Linked DNA regions of Zea mays: region 2 is linked to region 1. A link is a contact called in public Hi-C data. All regions are on one chromosome and are shown on one strand. Each heading gives the region's core, a stretch centred on a gene start, on an enhancer-like site or on the middle of the called end of the contact. The rest is flanking DNA. Distances are from core to core; before and after follow the strand shown. Region 1 holds the start of LOC100191760 (vesicle-associated protein 1-3). Region 2 holds the start of LOC103627519 (protein FAR1-RELATED SEQUENCE 5-like).

The links. Hi-C and Micro-C count contacts between places; a contact is called where the count stands out from the background.
Region 2: a contact with region 1 is called in a Hi-C map of bundle sheath, with 2.7 times the contacts expected there. The contact joins the promoter of LOC103627519 here to the promoter of LOC100191760 in region 1. A contact is called at or near these places in 2 of 25 Hi-C or Micro-C datasets (bundle sheath and tassel).

Annotation. Positions count from the first base shown.
Region 1 is chr5:196,771,727-196,778,846 of Zm-B73-REFERENCE-NAM-5.0, reverse strand. LOC100191760 (vesicle-associated protein 1-3) reads right to left here and starts at 4,031. Exons shown (of 6, transcript NM_001385239.2): 1 at 3,679-4,031; 2 at 3,509-3,579; 3 at 3,318-3,399; 4 at 3,119-3,234; 5 at 540-611. The coding sequence starts at 3,727. It overlaps LOC100304161 (transcription factor TFIIIB component B'' homolog), which reads right to left and starts at 2,566. Exons shown (of 11, transcript NM_001350089.1): 1 at 540-2,566.
Region 2 is chr5:197,202,913-197,210,032 of Zm-B73-REFERENCE-NAM-5.0, reverse strand. It overlaps LOC103627519 (protein FAR1-RELATED SEQUENCE 5-like), which reads left to right and starts at 4,190. Exons shown (of 3, transcript XM_008647812.4): 1 at 4,190-4,431; 2 at 4,560-6,664; 3 at 6,758-7,094. The coding sequence starts at 4,391. The coding sequence ends at 6,306. It overlaps LOC100279420, which reads right to left and starts at 4,030. Exons shown (of 2, transcript XM_023300204.2): 1 at 2,276-4,030; 2 at 1,473-2,175. The coding sequence starts at 3,972. The coding sequence ends at 2,097.

The DNA of each region.
Region 1 (7,120 bases), core at 2,782-5,281:
AGATAACTCCTAAACTAATCTCGGTTTGATTTACTCCCCAAACTATTTTAACTTGGTCCACTTTTTGTTTTTTCTCTATGTGAGGTGATAGCAAACATCATAGTTTATATGTTAAAAATAGATTATATTTTTTCCATTATTTTGACAGTTAAGAATATCAAATAAATAATAAGTTAACAGTGGAGACACAAAATTGTATGAAAGATGATGATAGAAAATTCATAATGTATTTTTAACATAGATTGTGGTGTCCGCTTTCACCTCAGAATTTGAAATTAAAACTCAAATATGTGGAGAAAAAAAATCTTGTTAAGAGATAAATTGGACATAGTGAAATAGTTGGGCGAGTAAATCAAACCAAATGTCAGAGGGTTATCCAGAGATAGGCCAAACATGTGTAATTTGAAGTTTTCCAAAAAAAAAATGATTTCTTAAGAAAAATAATGTAAATATGGAATAAATAAAGCTACTATTCTCCTAAAATACTCTTATTTCTAAAAAATAGAGAGATAAACACATCAGAAGAAAAAAAATCCTACCAGCTCTTTCTGAATCTTCTTGTTTTCCTCTGCATATCTTCTTTCCAGTTCCAACTTGGATGTAGAATCATCCTGAAGAGTCACAAAACAATCAGTGGCATGTCAAGGATAACATTCAGGGCAGACATAGACAAATATTTGAAATTCTAACGTCTTAGGCTAATGGTGCCGACAATCATGGTAGAAATAATGTAAGGAATCAAATCTGTCAATTGTCAAATGTCATTCTGATACAATAACTTGTAAAGAGAAAGGTGTTCACATTACAGTTATCCAGGAGCATGTTTCTTCTAATGATAGGTTTTTTCTGTCCTCTTTTTTGTGTGTGTTTTCTGGTTGAGCGAGGAGGGGTGCAGGTATTATGATAAAATTTCATGAAAACTAAACTATTCAGTGTAATCAATAGCATCAAAAAAGAAGAAAGAACTACCGCGATTTTTTTTAACGTGATGGTAGGAGCTCTGCCTCTCAATTAAGAAGAATGGAATTGACCCAGTTTTTTGGAAAATCGGGCCTAAAACCTACACAGAACGCACAGTAGAAAAACCGGCGAACGACCTAACAAACAACTTAGACAATGACAGTCCCCACACACAAACACATCTAGAGTCATCGTTGCCAAACTCAAACACAAGAGACGAGCAGCTCCGACTTCCCAAGACGAGCCGCACACTGCCAAAGCAACTCGACGACGCTTACATTCAGACACCGACGCAAGGAATAAGACCGCGGCGCGCCATCGTTGCCAAGCCTCAACACACCCACACGAGGCAGCTCCGATTCTTCACCACGAGCAAAGATCCACAACGTCGAACTCCGGGAGCGAGCAGACGCCTAAAGCGACAAAGGCCCGGACACCATCGAGCCAAGCGGAGTGACGAAGAGCCTCCACAACACGGACACCATTGAGCCAAGCGGAGCGACGAAGAGCCTCCACAACACGAACGAACACACAAACTGCAGGTCTTCTGGGCCGCACCTTCAAGAAGGAGAAACGACGTCGAAAAGTCGTCGCCGCCCGCCTGGTACAAACCAAGCAAAGTTTCCTCTGAAGACCTAGCAGAGCAGTGTAGATCGCCAGCACCAAGAAGAAAGCTGAAAGGTCAGCCACGCCGATGTCACCCCGCCAAGCCATCGCGTGTTGTCACCTTCTGCCGTCCACCGACGCACCAACCCACCAGCCCCAACCCTCAGAGCCCCAACGCCGGTCGAGCACCAGCGAGAGACCTAAGAAGGCCAAGGCGAGGGTTCCCGCATGGGGCGAGAGGTCCAAAGACGGCACCCTCGATAGGGTAGGGGTGGCGCCCGCGGGCGTCACCGCTGTCCGCCTGCAAGCGAGCATGGCTTTCGTCGCAGGACCTCCCACCACACGCCGCAACGCACGGAGCCAGCCGGCCCTGCCCACACCACAGGCCGAAACGAGAGGCGGAGAGATAAATCTAGCCGGAGAGGCTCAAGATCCGGCCCCCAGCCCCACGACCATGACCCACCACCTGCAGAAGGCACCGCTGGCAGCCGCAGATCCACCAACGCCCCCGATCCAAGCACCACGCTACAAGCACAAGCGAGCCACGCCGCCGCCGCAGCGGGCCGGCCGCGTGCGTGGGCGCCAACGTCGCCGGCCAGCCACGGCCATGGCCACGCGAGCGCGGGCACTACCGCCACGGGCTAGCCGCACGAGCCACCATGGTTGCGGCCACAAGGCCACCTGCCCATGCCAGCAGGGAGGAGCGGCGGACGGCGACCAGCCCCTAGATCCGGCCAGTCAGCCCGCCGATCCGGCCTTCCCAGCGGCGGATCAGGTCGCCGGCCACCTCCAGGAAGAGGGAGGAGTGGAGTGGGTGGAAGAAGGGAGGGAAATGAGTGAGAGAGCAGTCCCGCCGCCGCCCTCCTCGCTGCTCGTCGAACTTCCGGCGAGCTGCTCCGGCGACGGCGGGGGTGAAGACCGGCGGCGGTGGGTGCGGTCGATGGGGAGCCGCCCGTGTCGCCCAGAGGAGGATGACGTCAGAGCAGGAAAGAAATTAGGCTACTACTGCGAATTTTTAGAGCACAGTATTTCCATGAACACCGAAGTTAAATCCGTCCTTTTAAGATAATATGCTATGCAGCAGGTGATCAGCACAAGATCCATATTTATGAATCTGAGGGAACACAAAGACAAATGATATTTAGGTGGAACTAGGGACACCTCATCATCTGATGTTTGTGATCTACATGTATTCCCTTGTCCTGTTGCCTGAAAAACAATTGAAGGCACCAATCATATTACACTAGGAACGAACATGGCATCATTTGCTCACATGCAGTAAGATTATTTAGTACGTACAGAGTTGGACGTGGATACTTCATGGTCCACATCTGAATCAAGAGATCCATCCTCTTCCTCTGTTTCCTCAGGCACTGGTGAGGGAGGATTGGCAGGGACATAGACCACCCTCAGCTTGAACTCCTCAACTAACTTACCTGGTGCTTTACTGAACTACAAGCCACAAACGTTAACGTTACACAATACTACTGTAAAAGTAAGCAATGCACAGTGCCATTTAGACTCCAGAAACCCGAGTTCTACCAGAATTTACCATGTCAGGGACAATGTCCTTCTGCGTCGTCCCCTCCTCCACAGCAATGCTCTGAACAAGAAACTTGTCCTTGCAGTGGTAGTCCGGGGGCATCTCCTTGGGCGCTTGCATCGTTACTACACCAATCTCATCAGAATATATAGCAATGAGAACGATTGATCAGACCATACGACAAAGAAACACGAAGCAGACGACGCACTTGTGATGCCACAGGATCCCCTGGGCGGCACGACACCGGAGGCAGAGCGCACCGAGTACTTCCTAGGGTTCGTCGTCTTGACCTGCAGATTCGGAGAGATACACGGGGAGACAAAAACCAGTCACTTTAGCCTGACTCCGATGCGCAAGGTTGCACCTTTCACTAGAACGAGATTCGTTCAAATTTGCCACCTTGAAAGCCACCCACCGGTCGGTCTTGTTGACGAGCTCAAGACACGCTGAGTTCTGCTTCCTGAGCTCGACTGCTCACGGCATCAAACACACAGACGGCAGCGAGGACCCGATCAGTCCGATATGCTGAAGAACGGTAGCTAGGATATCCATATAATATAAGCACTTACATGGCATCTTCAGGTCGGAAGGGTAGACTCGAAGCAGCGTGTTGCTCATGGCGGCGATCAAGGAACAAGGATCAGGAGGGGGGGAATTGAGCGCCCCGCTTTCTCCTATCCAAGAACCCGAAAACTGATGGAATATCCAAGGCGGGGCCACGGCGACGGTTGCTGCTCCCGGAAGCAAAAAAAAAAAAAAAAAGAAAAGAAAAAAAAAGAAAAAGAGTATCGGGGCACGAGAGAGACAAAGTGTGACGGCTTGACGAGTATGGTTGGCAGCGCGGAGGCGGAGCTGAGGCCTGAGGGGGGCTCGGCCTTTTGGTAGGGGGAGAAGAACTGAATCGGAGGATCAGATGGGCTCGGGCTCGAGAGGAGGGTGGAGTTTTGGTTGGCATAAAAAGGATGAAGGTTTGGGAGGCCGAGGAATGATTGGTTACGGCGGTGGCCGTCCGTGCCAATCAGGGTCTCCCTCCCTCCCACTGCAATCGTTTCGCCATTTCGCGCGTTGGTTGGCTGGAGTGGTTGGATTCGGGCGACCCCAGCGCGCAGCGCCCGTTGCCCGTTCGGATCGGCTGGGGATCGCGCCGCCCACCCACGCTGGCTTGGAAAGGGACGGACGTGTACCTTGCGGCCGTGACGTAAACTGCAAAAAGGTCTCTCTCTCTCTCTTTGTGAGCCTGGGGCCTGGGCTCCGCGAGCGCCGCAGTGAATTTTGACAGAACTTCGATGTCCACCTCATTTGAGAATCGGTCGTTTACCGGAAAGTCTACAGTTTCCGCAGATTGCCCCATTGGCCATCGCTGTCGGTACGATCGTTAGAATGGTGGTTCAGACGCAAGAATCTTGCTCCCCTTCTCAACTGCGTCCCACGATCTAACATGATCGAAGATATTACCAGATGCACTGTTGTTGGTTGGTGCTGCATTATTGGAGTTGGAGGTCAGGTCTCGCAAACAATGATTCTAGGTTTCGGGAGCGCGAGGCTGTCTAAAACTGTTTCGAGATTCGCATGGGTCAACAACACCTTCCTCGTTTCTCCTTCTCATTCCGTGGCTTTCACGAATCTTGATATATATGTGGTAAGGGCCGTAAGGCTACCTCCAGCAAGCTCCTGTAAAGCCTTCTGTCCGATATATCTAGCGGACGGCAGCGTCCCGTACCGCTCCAGCAGCAAGTGATAAACCAAACGCTAAAATATACCGAACGTTGTTTAGCTGCTATATTTGACGGATCCTTTATCGCTCGAAGCTGCAAGACAACAAGTCGGAGTGGTACGAGGCTGTAGGCTCTGAATAAATGGGACCCACGTGGAGGGGACGCTGAAATAGTGATTTTAATTGATTATTTAATATAGAGGATGAGATATAGAGGATATTGTTGGAGAAAGTGAAGATATAGAGAATAGAATATTTTAGAATGATCTATAAAAAAATAGAGAATATTTTTTTAAAAGATGAAATTTAAAGGAAGTTGTCGGAGACAGCCTATCAGCCGGAAGATAAGTACACGGTCGCCTACCTTAAGGAAAAAACTCGGCTGTGCGTAGGAGTCTTTTCCTTTACTCCAAGCTCTCTTGCTAGACATGGCGTTATATTCGCATGTCCTACTCTGATAGTGATATCCCATTTCAAGTATATGTAAAAAAATTGATTTAACCATGACTGGTCATGGATAGCACCAGACCTTGCATCGTTCATTGCACAGGTGAAGCAACATCTAGTACCTTGAACAGGGGCGCCAGTGGATTAGTATCGCGCGCAGCGCCAGTCTTGTCCTGAGCGTCTATATCGGCCTATTTGCTTCGGCTTTTTTCTGACCAGCTTTTCTGAAAATCTGGTTGGGTTAAGAATCTGGCTGTGAAAAAAATCTGAGTATCATTACGATTACGTATGGAGGAAGATAAAGTTATCCATGGGGCTCAGGATCTATAAAGTGACAGATTACTATTATTGCGTTAACCGATTATATTTTTATATTGATTTTGAATGGTTTTTACCTAAACGAATTTTATAGAAGCTGGCTGAAAAGTTGAGTGTTTGGCAATTCGCAACAACTTTTGGTGGCCAGAAGCTGCGAAAAGCCGAAACAAACAGGGGCTACGAAGACCCCATCTTATATATATATATATATATATATATATATATATATATATATATATATATATATATATATATATATATATATATATATATATATATATATATATATATATATATATATATATATATATATATATATATATATATACACACACACGCGTCTATATGTATATAATTATTTATATACTCTTACAAATATATCACTAAACTACCAAGAAAAATATTATTTGACACAAAAAATAATTGACATATAATACTTTAATATTTATAAATGATAAGTATAAATTATAATCATAAGCACTTACTTACACTTGAAATCATCTAGAAAAATTCCTTCTGACATTTCGTAATACAAAGTCATCAATTATACTATTGATATCAATCTCGTCCAATAATTTTTTTCTCGATGCATAAAGTCGCCAAATGATTTAACCTTTCTTGAGTCATTGTTGACCTCAAATAGTTCTTCAATAATTTCAATTTTGAAAAGCTTCTTTCTACTAATGCAACAGTCACAGACACAGTAAATAATATTCGATAAGCAATGGAAACATTAGGATAACAATCCACCTCTCTGACATGCTCGAAAATCTCCATAGCAGACAATACTTCATCTGGCAAAGTGAATTTCATAATCTTCAATTCAGAAATAAGATCATGTACCTCAACATCAGATAAGCCATCATGAGATAAAGTGTTTGCGAATTTGGTGCAATGCTCTTCAAGTTCAGTATCATTTAATGACTTCACGGTGCTTGAGCTCAACAAAAATCCGAATATACCTTTAAACACCATGAGTTCTTCAAATCTAGTCTTTAAAGAAGTGATAGCCATATCAACCAAAACCAAAAAATATTTAACTTCAAAAGCCCTCTCAACTTCTAGGATTTCCTCTTGGGAACTACTTTCATCAAATTGCTTCTTCCTCAAAACACGACGTTTTTCTAAAAATGAAGCCTCTACACCCATTTTATTTGCAATACTTTTGGCAATGATCAGACTACAAGAAAACCCCTCATTTCTATATTTCTCAAAATATTGCATCATATCTTCCATTAACTTCAAAGTAGTGTCAATGTTCATGGCTGGCGACTGTAACATTTTACTCACTTTGTTTACAGCATATAGAACATCATGCCAGATAATCATACCAAGTAGAAACTCGAAGCTGACAAGTGCATCAAATAAATTTTTTGCATCACTTTTGTCTTTGGGTTCAACATCAGAAGCATGACGTAACTCAGACAAAGCTGACTTTAACTCAGTAGCTTGATATCTTATTGTTGTAACACTTTTGATTCGACTCTCCCAACGAATATTGGATAAAGATTTGACAGTTAAATTAGGAACAT
Region 2 (7,120 bases), core at 2,941-5,440, 430 kb before region 1:
GCCCATCTACTCCGCTGTCACACCTGTAACATGTAGTCCTAAGCTTTCAAATCCTAGATTTGTTCGAGAGAAAAAAAACATCTTCTAACTCAGGTTAGGGCAATCAGTACAGATGACAAGCTTTTTATACGGTAAGTGGGCGGAAGCCAATGTGATGCAGGGGCAGGTGGGTGATCATGGAGGCAAGAATGTACAACAGGAGGGGGGAACCGGGAGGGGACACAACCATGTGAGCCATGAGCAGGGGATGAAACTGGCCCTAGAAATAATCTTGCCAGTTTTCTTGTCGGGTCTTCCAGAGTTTTTTTTTTCTCTAATCGACCAGTAGCAGGTAAAATAAAACAGTTTTAAAATATTTTCTAATCAGAGGTAGGACATATCACTATGGATTGATGGTGCTGGTACAGAGTTTAGTATATCATGCAAGCAGATTGGAATTAAACAGAGGGAGGGAGAGAGATCTCGAAGGGCCCCAAAAGCCAAAATTATGTCATTGGGCCCAGCAAACGATAAGACACTAGCAAACTTGTACTACATATACATGTGATTCGGTTTAAGAGCAATCAACACATTTCACAACCCCAAATCTGCGTGGCAAAGAAGAGATGCCAAGAGTGGCAGTCAAGGCGCCAACAAGCTGACCCACATTTTGAAAAAGGAAGCTGACTCAAGCACGAAACTGGATGTGCCTTTGTGATTGCCAATCTTACTCCCAATAAGCATATAGCCCATGAACAAAATGGATGTGCCTTTGTGATTGCCATCCGCCACTGGCATCAAGTGTATTGTGGAAATATAACAGATTAGTCTGTCAAGTGTGAATTGGTTGTGTTGCTTGATGTCTATGCTTGGCACATCAACAGAAAAACAGCAATTTACATCCTTGCAAATGCCTAGTTTTCTTCTGGTGTTTCCTATTGTGAGGGACATCTTGAGTAATCAGTACCATATTTACCATTTGTGACTAGCTTACTGAAATCATGTATGCCAGGACTCATTATTTCCCAAGTCCGGTGTTATAGTTCACATGAAACCCAACTGGAACAAGAAATTCCTTTAACTATAGCGAACTAAATTCCAAGATAGTTTGGACAAGGAACACATACCATATTCCTCAGATAAACCCTATGAATTTCACATTAGGAATGGACCATTACGAGTACAGCTCAAATAGAAGCGCACTATGTGAATCAGTAAACTTCTGAACAATCTCTAATTATCTTCTTAAAGCAAAACCTTAGTTACACTATTTCTAATACAGCTGGTTCAATCCCTAAGCACGACCAGCATGCTAAGCTTTTGAAATAATTGCCCGCAACAGTACTAATTTTGAATGCTTGAGTCTAATGAAAGCCAGACCCAAAATTTGGTAGTATAGTGATGGATGGCATCCACAATCTGAGGCGGATTGCAGATAAGGTAACAGGACATATTAAAGTTTGATCCATAACAATTGAAACTGCACAATGAAATACCATAAGAAGAAGAACTGATATAAAAGAACATGAAACACGTATTATACTGTACCACAGACATTTGATAGGTTAATTATACCCTCTCCTCACAAGCAGTGTTTCAAGTCACATTAGAATGTCTAGTGACCCGAGAGCAAGCAGGGTAAAAACCTAGAGCAACATCATTACACTAGAGACATTGACACCAACATTGCTAAAAATCCGCTAGTTCTACTTCTAGCTAATAAGTTGCAAAGATAATCAACATGAAGGGTTCAACACCAATATATTTGTTACCTTTGCAACACTAAATTGCAAGACGAAATACACGTTACTGGAGTTGAAGCTGCTAGCAAATGGTGGTGAAATATTGGTGCCCACAGGCGTAGATTGCTGATCAGCACCGCCATGCTGATACAGTGACAAGCTCGCCATGCTGCCAGTATAGTGTGAGCCCGACCCCACATTTCTCCACATGGAAACCGTGGACCTGCACCCGTTTCAGGAGGCAATCGGCCTCTGCCTCTGCCCAATTGCTGGGTGGAACAGGCACGAACCTAGCAGCTGCAAATGCACTTCTCCATGCAATTGGATTGTCCACCTTGCCCCGCCCAAGCACCGAATCCTCAATTCTTGGCTGAATCAGGAACTTCTCAATCTTGCAGGCAGAATCAGCATCAATGCCAGCAGCATCAAGCGAATCAAGGAGGAACATGCAAGACTGAAAGCAGTTTAAGAAGTACTGTGAGAAGGGAAGATCAGCGCGATCAGCGCCATGGTCTATGGCTATCACAATCTTAGGAGCTAGCTGTTTCACCAACCCAAGGATCGCTGGCAGTGGTGGTGCACGAGCAGAGCAACCAGTCGGGAGGACAACAACTACATCTTCATCATCAGTGGCAGAAATGAATTCTGCAGGGTTGATCATATCAGCACTGATAGCACTGAACTCAAAGGGAATTCCAAGGTCAACAGCAAACTGTGCAATGTTGTCACGCGCAAGACACAGCTCCAGTGGATGGTGGGAAGCAGCTGATACAAAGGCAGTGAGCTTAACGAACGGCAGAGCTGCGCCACCTGCGCCACGGCAGTGTGCAAGTTCCTGCAAGAAAGAAGCCCACTGGCCTCCAACGCCAAGATCAAAATCGATGACATGGATACAGGACGACGTGCTGCCACCAATTTCGTCAAGAAGTGCCTGCGTTGCGGTGAAGTTGGTGAACTGGAGCACGGGCGAGTGATCAGAGAAAGTCTTGTACGCCGCGAGCTTGAGGGCAACGTCGAGCGGTGATTTGAGGTGGCAGCCGCCGTGATGGCCTTCGGCGAGCGCGAGGAGGGCCTCCTTGAGGTAGGAGGCGGAGCGGAGGAACGGCTTCCCGAGCGGGGGAAGCTGGTGATTGAGCCGCGCCAATATCGCTCGCGCGCCAATGGAATTGCCAGCTTCAGCGGCCTTTGCCGCCGCCGCCAGCTCGTCCAGCAACTGCTGCTGCGCCGCCTCCGCAGCCGTCCTCTTCATTGCCCCGTGGGGCAGTGGCGGCGAAGGCTGGAGCTGGAATGGAGCAGGACCATTTAGTGGTGGAAAGGCATGACCTTGCCCCGTCGGCGGCGGCGGCAGAAGCCGAGTTCGGGCGAGATAGAGGTCGCCTCCTATGGATTGATGACGTTTGGCCGGTGGATGGACGAGTGGCGACTGCTGATTGTAGCTGGGGAAGGAGGGGATGGACATGAGGAAGGTTGTGGCGGGGGTCGGCTGGTGCTGGTACTGGTGGAGGAGGCCGGGCGACTGCGTATCAAGAGGGGGCTTTGTGTCGATGCCTTCATGGAACAGCACCGGAAGCGGCGGCGGCTGGAAGGAAGCAGACTCCGGGGATAAGAGGCCGAAGGCCGAGGACGCCTTGTTGCCACCGCCGCCACTGTTGGTAGTTTGCGACACCGCACCAGGGGACGACATGTCAGAGGCAACGCCGCCGAGGTGGGGATCGAGCGTGAAACCCAGAGGGTCCGCTGCCGGGAACCCGAAGCCCACATTGTCGAGGAGCGGCTGGTGGTGCACGGGAAGCGGCGGTCCTGACTGATCCAAGTCGCCGGCGGCCCCAATGAACCAGTTCAAGAACGTCTGGTCCTGCGCCGCCGCAGCGGCGTTGCCGAGCATGGCGTCCCAGCTGTCGGCGACCACGACCCCCATGTCGAGGCCGGTGGGAATCGGCGGCAGCTCACAGCCGCCGGCCCAGTCCTCCTTCCCGCCGCCGCCGCCGTGCTCGCCGGGGGCTCCCCATTTGGTGGCTTCGGCGGCGGCGCTTCTGTCCGAAACCACCGCCACGCCGGTCGAGTCCTCAGCGCCGCTGCCCAGGGACGACGACAGCGTCGACGTTGAGTTGCTGGGGCTCCGCGTGCAGTCCAGCACGGACCACGGCTCCAACAGCGTCTTCGCCTTCCCCTCCGGCCAGAACAGCGTCTTTCCGCCTCCGATGGGGTCCGCAGCCCCGTTCCGCTGGGCACCGAATAGCGCCGCCCTCATCTACCGAATCCCATATAATCTCGCGGCGAAATCTGGGGGGGGGGGGGGGGGGGGGGGGCTAAGCAAACGGAACCAGATCATCTGCAGTACTGCAGGCTGCAGTGCGTTCGTCCATCGCAAATCCAACGGTTGCCAGGCGTCCCTCTCGCTCGACGTGCCGTGCGCCTGTCGGCCTCTATGTTTTGCTAGACTTGTACCTATAGCCCATATTCTGGCCCAATAATTTCTCCTATTGTTATTTGACTCCTCTAGTACGCAGCCTCTTTAGACATGCCGCCGTCAGTGCCAATGGAAGAAAAAGGCAGCGGGAAAGCAACATATCGAAGGAAAAATTCACTCCAGCACAACACCGTTTGCTGATGCAGCACAAAGAGCAAATTTCGAGGGCAAACGAGCGATTCATCCAGTTCAAGGGAAGATGGGAGAGGATGTGAATGGAGAACCCTACAAACCCTACACGTGAGTAAGATTTATTTATTTTGTGTCTCATAGCATTAGATTTCTGAACTTTTGATGTAGCCGTACAACACAAAGGAATTTAGTTATTGCCTTGTATACACAATGACGAAAGTACTAATGAATTTCAGGGAGAAAGTTTTGCCCTGTTTAGTTCCTCATGTTGGCATGAAATTTAGAAATCCAGAAGAGGGTTGGAAGTTTTGGCTGGCATACGATGGTCAGAGTGGTTTTGATGTTAGAAAGCACTATGCAAACAAAAGTAAGATTGATGGAAAGATAACATCATGTAGATTTGTTTGTGCCAATGAAGGTCATAGAGGAAAGGACAAAAGGAGTGATCAAGTAAAATGTCAACGAGCTGAAACAAGAACGGATTGTGAAGTGCGTATGGGTCTTGCAAAGGATAAAGAGATGGATGGATATAAAGTTTATGATCTAAAGTTGGAACACAATCATGACCTTCACTCACCAGAAACTTTTCACTTGATGGTGTCACAAAGAAAAATTTCAGAATTGCAAGCCTTTGAAATTGAAGCTGCTGATGATTCAGGAATAGGTCCTAAAGCATCACACGAATTAGCATGTCGCCAAGTGGGTGGACCGCTTAATCTGAGTTATACCCTACGTGACCATAAAAACTATTTGAGGGGAAAGCGACAACGAGAGATGGCATATGGTCAAGCTGGAAGCATGCTCAAATACTTTCAAGATAAAATAGCAGAGAACCCATCATTTCAATATGCGACACAAATGGATATTGAGGAGAAGATTGCAAACATATTTTGGGCTGATGCTAAAATGATTGCTGATTATATACATTTTGGTGATGTTGTTTCCTTTGACACTACTTTTGGAACAAATAGAGAGAGTCGGCCTTTTGGTGTTTTTGTTGGATTCAACCAGTTCAGAGAAACAGTAGTTTTTGGTGCTGCTCTAATGTATGATGAAACATTTGAGTCTTTTCGGTGGCTCTTTGAGACCTTTCTACAAGCACATAATAGAAAACAACCAAAAACGTTCTACACAGACCAAGATTTTGCAATGGGGAAGGCGGTTGAACTAGTGTTTCATGAGGCATGGCATGGATTGTGCACTTTTCACATAATGCAAAATGCTATCAAACATTTGCCTAAACAAGAAAAAGCTAAAGGCTCAAATGTTCTAGCTGATTTCAGTGCATGCATGTTTGAGTATGTGGACCAGGAAACATTTGACAGAGAATTTGCCATCTTGAGGACAAAGATACAAAAGCAAACTTGGTTAGACAACATTTACAATTTGAAAGAAAAATGGGCTGAATGTTATATGAAAGATGTTTATACATTGGGCATGCGAAGCACACAATTGAGTGAGAGTCTAAACAATGATTTGAAAATTCACTTCAAATCAGATTTTGACATCATTCGATTTTTGAAACATTTTGAAAGGGTGGTGCAAGGAAAAAGAAATAATGAGTTAAACTCAGAATTTGAATCGAGGAAAAAAATACCGAGGGTCATAATGAAGATACCTATGCTGTTGCAAGCAAGCAAGTTGTACACACCAGTCATATTTGAAGCTTTTCAAGGTCAATATGAAAGGTCTATGACATCATGCACTAGAGTATTGGATGGAAATAATGAATATCTTGTTGCAACAGGGAGCCTTGGTGAGGAACTTGTCCTTGATGAAGAGTTTAGAGTTATTGGAAATCCTTTGGACCAAACAGCTACATGCAGTTGCAACTTATTTAATAGAATTGGAATAATATGTGCCCATGCTTTAAAAGTTCTTGATTTAATGAATATCAAGTCATTGCCTACACAATATATATTAAAGAGATGGACACGACAAGCATGTAGTGGCATTGTACAGGATATGAATGGAAAAATATAATTGAAAATCCAAAGCTTGATGTATTGCTTCGTTATAGATATTTCTCTCACAAACTTCTGAATTTGGCACATCGAGCAGCCTACTTTCCAGAGTGCTCTTCACTAATGGACAACGCAATAGACCTCCTTAGCCAACAGCTTGAAGACAAAATTAGTACATGCCCAAGTATTTCTAATGCTGATCAAAGTGTAGCTCATGTTGATGTTGCTCCACCCAATGACACATTGAGTAATGCACGGTTAAAGAAAAAAGATATCCGTTAAGAAGTTCAAAGAGACAAAAACTTGGTTGGGAAGAAAAGCACAAAGGGAGGAAAAAAGGTCAAAGGAAAACTTTGGTGTCTGTACAAGTACCAATGGTATGTCAAAATTTTTAACAAGTGCATTATAGCATTATATTATTATAGACTTTCAGATATATTTTGAATTTTTCAACTTTCTTTTCTCGCAAGGCACAAGATATGGGGAAAGAAGCAAGCATCGACAAGGGTAAGGACTCTGAAGAATATAGGACCATCAGCTCCTTCACTCAACTACTGAATGGAGTAGGCAGTGATGATCTGAAAATTGAGGAATTATTTTAGTTTTTGGGCAAATCAAGAGAGCTAGTTTGTTATTGACACCTGTATTTTGTTCCTGGAATTGTAAGGTTTAAACTACACTGCAAATTGTGGAGTATTTTGTTAGAAAGTGCACACTGCAAAAACATTCAGTCTGGATTGAATGTTCAGACTAAAACAAAAACGTTCATCAGGAAATCTTCAGTGCTAGAATTCTCAATAGTAATTACATTCACTTTCTTTCAAAATTTTAGT